Regions from separate parts of the Mus musculus genome. Here region 2 is linked to region 1. A link is a contact called in public Micro-C data. All regions are on one chromosome and are shown on one strand. Each heading gives the region's core, a stretch centred on a gene start, on an enhancer-like site or on the middle of the called end of the contact. The rest is flanking DNA. Distances are from core to core; before and after follow the strand shown.

The links. A called contact is a pair of places that touch in the nucleus more often than the background predicts.
Region 2: a Micro-C map of brown adipocytes shows a contact between it and region 1, with 5 times the contacts expected there. The contact joins two enhancer-like sites. A contact is called at or near these places in 1 of 15 datasets of contacts at CTCF or cohesin (large pre-B cells), 16 of 484 Hi-C or Micro-C datasets (3T3-L1-derived adipocytes, the AML12 cell line, B cells and 8 more) and 7 of 115 datasets of contacts at active chromatin or transcription factors (the HPC-7 cell line, heart atrium, liver and 2 more).

Annotation. Positions count from the first base shown.
Region 1 is chr7:114,291,072-114,293,922 of GRCm38.p6, forward strand. No RefSeq gene overlaps it. Among named protein-coding and RNA genes, the nearest start is that of Psma1, 16 kb to the left of the region's middle. Within about 2 kb of position 1,565, at least 202 of the 459 cell types and tissues checked have an H3K27ac peak or open chromatin away from gene starts, as enhancers often do. A contact at or near this core is called in brown adipocytes and liver, where this site is marked.
Region 2 is chr7:114,362,757-114,365,504 of GRCm38.p6, forward strand. The region is part of intron 1 of 4933406I18Rik (RIKEN cDNA 4933406I18 gene); the gene reads right to left. Among named protein-coding and RNA genes, the nearest start is that of 4933406I18Rik, 51 kb to the right of the region's middle. Within about 2 kb of position 1,440, at least 9 of the 459 cell types and tissues checked have an H3K27ac peak or open chromatin away from gene starts, as enhancers often do. A contact at or near this core is called in brown adipocytes and liver, where this site is marked.

The DNA.
Region 1 (2,851 bases), core at 315-2,814:
GTCTACTTAGAATACACAAAGCCTTGGGTTTGATCTCCAGTATCACAAAAAGTGGCGTGATGGTACACACTGTCATCCCTGCACTTGAGAGGCAGAAGCAAGAGGATCCAGAGTTTAAAATCATTCTCAGCTACACAACCATTTCACGCCTTGGGATACATGAGACCCTCTCTCAAACAGTAAATAAACAATAAAAGAAAGACAAGAAACAACTTTCTGGTTTCTAGATCAGAGTCCATGAGCAAAGGGGAGCATTGCAAAGTGTTTGGTTTTATAGATCTCGAAGAGGAGAGTTCTCAGAAGAAAGGAAAGAGAAATAAAAAAGAAACATAAATTAGAGCTGTAAAGAACGGAGCTTAAAGACACTACTTAGGGAAGGAAGAATTTAAAAAGATCGTTGAGGTGAAAAGGAAGTATCTAAAAAAAATAAAAATAGCTCTCCCTTTGCTGATTTGCCGCATTCGGCCTGGAGTGATGGGCGGCTGCTCTAAGCGGAACCTCTCAGCAGTCAACATAAAAGGCCACTCTGACACAGGCTTCTTTTTGTGGCTTCACAACTTGGTCTCTTCCTTTGACCCTCTCCGCCCCTCAGCTCTTGTCTTCAGCCTCCCTACATGCTCCTCTGTATAAATGCACCGAGTTGCCTTCTGCACCGTGACCCTGTCTCCTTGTGGTGGACAAAGATCATGAACACGGGGCCTGTGCATCCAGCCATGTTGTCTCTGGCTAGCCTGGGTAACACTCCTCCCAGTTGGAACCAGTCCTCAGGGCTCTTTCCTCTGAAAGACACAGTGCACTACAGGCGCTTGGGAAAGAGTCTGTCCCCAGGAGAGGTGCACTATCACTGCCTCGATGTCATGGTTCAGAGGTTCAGTGCACCCTTCTAGAAAATAAGCCCAGACCACCCACATGCCAAGAGCAGAAAGCACACCAGTTCTGCGTGTCAATGTCTGTTTTTCAGTTCCATAATTGCTTTCTCACTAAAAATTGATGCTATTTGGCTTGCAATGGGACAATAAAATACTAGCACCATAGAGGAAATGTGAGAAAAAAATGTTACAAAAGCAAAAAGGGAACCAAGTGTGGCTAGACGTCAGCCTTTCCTCTTAGCACGTCTGAAGATAAGCCCAGCTAAAGAGGAAGACTGGTAAAAAGGAGAAAAAAAGATTAAGTTGTCTAGTGTTGGTTATTCTTTTTAAAGAATTTTTTTTAAAAGTACACTTTAGCTTTGTGAAAAGAAATTTACTTTCCTTTCGTGGGAGAAAGCCAAACTCAGGAGACCATTCCCAGGGTCTAGTGTCTAAGTTGGCATAAAACATACAAGTTGATACATAACAAGTTTCCTCCCTTAAATAAAATGCTCTATTTTCTCTACTTTCTCCATCGCCATGAAGGCTTTTTTTTTTTTTAAGAGCATCATTGCATAAAATCCTTTGACCAAATTTCACAATGCTCGTCTTATGCTAATAAGTCTTTATTTAGTTTCAGTCTTTCCAAACAAGCCTGCAAGTTTCTGACGCAGCACACAGCACGTACTCCTCTGGTCTTCACTGTCCTCTGTCCCTTGACCCGCTATGGAAATCTAGTTCAATCTTTTCACTTACAAAGGTGAAAACAGACCCTGTGTCCAGGGAGCTTTTTTTTTTTTTTTTGGTTTTCGTGCGGGGTGGGGGAGGGTCAGTGTTCACAGAACTGTGCGAGCCTCTCTGACCCAGGAAGGAGACTGGCCACCAGCCAGCCTAGCTGCCTCAGGAGCACTTCAGTTTCCTTGTGGCTCTCACTGACACAGTCCCTGCCCAGCCGGCCTGTGACTATTTAGCAGGGGTTTGTGAGCTCTGATACCGCTTCCTAACTGTCCACACTCGCCTTTCCCACATCGTGGTGCCTCTTGGAAAGCGGGAACTCCGAGTCCTGCTAAGGTGAAAAGAGTTGGAGTCCTGACCGTGGAGCCCCTTAGGATTTTCTCCTTTCCTTGAGAAGAGGGCTGTTCATTTAAAAGGATGCCAACATGTTCTATGGGGAGTACGCAGAGAATTTAGCATGATTTTTGGCATCAGGGTGGCTGGTTTCCGTTCGTCAGGAGAATATGCTATCTTCATTGTGTAAATATCTCATAAGTGCTGTCGTTTGTTGTGCGTGTATTTCTAAGAACTGAACCCACCACTCAGCCACACTCCCATGGCCCACAAAAGCGTTTTAACTTATTTTTTAGGCAGGACTTTGCCAAATTGCCCAGGCTATCCTTGAATTCTGATCATCCTGGGATTCCAGGCTTGTGCCACTTCACTTCATATATAATGGAGGGTGTGTGTGTGTGTGTGTGGGGCATAGCTTACCTTTATCAATATTTTTACCATGTGAAAATAGATTCCAGAAATAATTAAATGCATTAAATTGCTTTAGGACTTGCAGCTAAAGTTTTTGAAATTATAAATTATCTCTCATTTTAAAAGAGACTCAGCCTGTCCTCATTTTTAAATCTTCTATAATATTACCCCCACCTACCAACCCCAGAGAGAGGGACTTGCTCTGTTTGTAGACCAGCCTGACCTTGAACTCATAATTCTCTTTTCTTGGCCTCCCAAGTGCTGGGCCTACGTAAGTGTGCCACTATGCCCTGTGACATTTCCTTTCAAAAGGCAAAGGACAGGGAGTATACAGTTGTAGAAGTGCCTTTAAAGGACAAGGGTAGATCCCTTGTTGTGTTTTTCTCATTTTTGTTCCTTTTGATGACTTGGGTGATAATCACTCAGTTGCAAGCTTTCTTTTGTTGCTAACATTACCTTAACCGTCTCCTCTCCTCTCTCATTTGGGGTTGTCCAGAACCCAGCCATCTAGCCCACTTTATCTT
Region 2 (2,748 bases), core at 190-2,689, 72 kb after region 1:
TCACAGATTGAGAAACTATTTGCTACAGTCTACTATGTAATAAGCAACAGTGACATTTGGTCAACTTTATGAATGACTTCAAAGTCAATTTTTTTTTTTTTTGGATTTGAGTCTAGAACACAGGATGTTACAAAGTAACTTTTAAATTACTAGAATAATAATTCTCTGATTAGTATTTTTGCTATATAGGCATGTTTCTGCTTCTAAGGCAATTACTTATTAATTAATTCAACTAATATTTATTGAGTCTTCCCTATATTAAGCTCTACATTAGAAATCCTGTAAAGAGATGAATATGGCAAACCTGTGTATTTAAACTGGGGAGAAATATTTTAAATAAGCAAAAATATGATGTTAAAATATATTGTCATATAAATTCATATAAATTGTTAGAAGAATACAGCAGAAGAGAGAACTAATTCTTGCCTGAGATTTGAGCCACCTCACTCTTGAGCCAAAGGCAATTATACAGAGAACAACAAACAAGCAAACAGTAAAATCCTGAAACAAAACTCTATTAAATTTATGTTTTAAAAATGTTTTATGTAATATTTTTTCTCTTGGGCATGTAGGGATGATACCACAAGAGAGATAACTGTGAAATCCAACAAATAAAATAGGATAGTGCAATTCTGACAGATGGAATCACTGTCTTATGATCCTATACTTCTAAGCATTGGATTTTTCAGATCCTGTTAGGCAATGACTACCAGAGGAAACTTATGCCATATACATAGAACTTAAGGGATTTAATAGAATCACTTACTCATCTTTAATAATCATAATAAGGTAACTATATGGAATCAGATTCTAGGTTAGTATTTTCTGTTTTTTTAATAATTTATTTTTATTTTATGTTCATTGATGTTTTGCTTGCATGTATGTCTGGTTACAGACAGTTGTGAGCTGCCATGTTGTTGCTGGAAATCGAACCCAGGTCTTCTGGAAGAGCAGCCAGTGCTCTTAAGCACTGACCCACCTCTCCAGTCCTGTTTTAAAAAATAATAGTATTTTAAAATTTATACTTGAATGATATTGGGCACACACCTTTACAAAATTTAGATGACAGGGATTGATAGATCCATGTACATTCTATGCAGATATTTTACCACTGAGTTACAATCCTTAATCCTTGAGGTTGCAAATATTGTGTATTCATGTTCTAAAGAGTGTTTTTAGAATTGTAACACACAAAAAACCTCTTCTTTAGCCTTTTTAGAAAATCAACTACAACAGAAAGAACAAGCAGGATTTCCTCTATAACTAATATTGACTTAACTTTACAGGGTCCCAAACTTGAATGCCTCTGTTTATTCATGAAATAGAGCCAGGCTATTGGTCCATTTGGATTCTCTTCCAACTTTTGCAGTTCAGACTGTTCAGCCAGTTTAACTCTTGGCCTCTCAGGTGAATTGACTTACAAATGTTATAGAAAAGGCCAGAGTGCTGTTATGAAAGAAACCCAGGCCCTGGAACACAGCCCAGTAGATTAGAGTTGCTCAGCAAAAGAGTTTGCACTAGCTACACTTGGGAGTTACCCTTCGTTTTCTTTCTTTCTTTCTTTTTTTTTTTTTTTTTTGCCTTTGTCTCAGACCATCTGGATGTCAAAAGTGCTAATAAGCAACTGACTCACTGGTAGAATAAATCCAATCTGTTGATTCTGTTCTGGAAAGCTCTGTAATGAAAGAAGTACTGGCAACAGAGTAGTAGAGCAATTTCCCAAGGTTTGAGGTCATATGTCTAGTTATGAGATGGCATATTGATATGAGTGGGCACTAGGGAGCATACATACACACACACATTAACGAAAGAAACCATGTTTAGATCCTGACCAACAATCCCTTTTTTTGGCTCTCTTAAAATTAGCCAATGTGCCAAGAAGTGGGAGTGCGTGGGTAGGGGAGTGGGTGTGGGAGGGTATGGGGGACTTTGGGATAGCATTGGAAATGTAAATGAAGAAATACCTAATAAATAAATAAATTAAAAAGAAAAGAAAAGAAAAAGATTAGCCAATGTGGATTTCTTCTTAGAGACCTCGGGTTTTTTTTTCATAGCTCTCCCTGTGACAATTACTGGGAAAATTTTATGAGACCTGGCAGTTCCCTGAGAGTTATCAAAATAATTTAAAATTTGACCACTAAGCTAATGCAGAGGACAGAAACACTGAGTCCTCTCAAGTCAGAGCATAGAAGAATAATGATGCCTTAATGAGTCATCTTAACGAGGACTAGGCATGCATGTGTCCTATCACCTTATATAATTCCTTTTAATTTTCTTGTACTGGCTCTTACACTGACCATGCCAAAAAAACCAATGTGAACACATTCATTAGAGATGGAAAATTTTAGGGAGTTGGGAGAGACAGGGATTCTCTGTGTAGCCCTGGCTGTTCTGGAACTCACCCTATAGACCAAGCTAGTCTCGAAGTAAAGATACCTGCCTCCCTCTAGCTCCTGAGAGCTGGGATTAAAGGTACATGCCAAGCTGCGGAGCCAGGAGTTTACATACTCAGGCCAGCCTTAAACTCTATATTATTCTGCCTTGACCTATTAAATGCTAGTTTATTTATTATATATAGAAACAGGCATTTAGGTGACAAAAAACATCACTTTGTGGGCTGGCTAGTGTATATTGTATTCATATACTTTATTTAAAAACTGTACATACTTTTATTATTACTAAAAAGCACTTATAAATAATTTCAACTGGGAGATCTTATAAAATCATCTTTAAAAAAGCAAAGCTGGT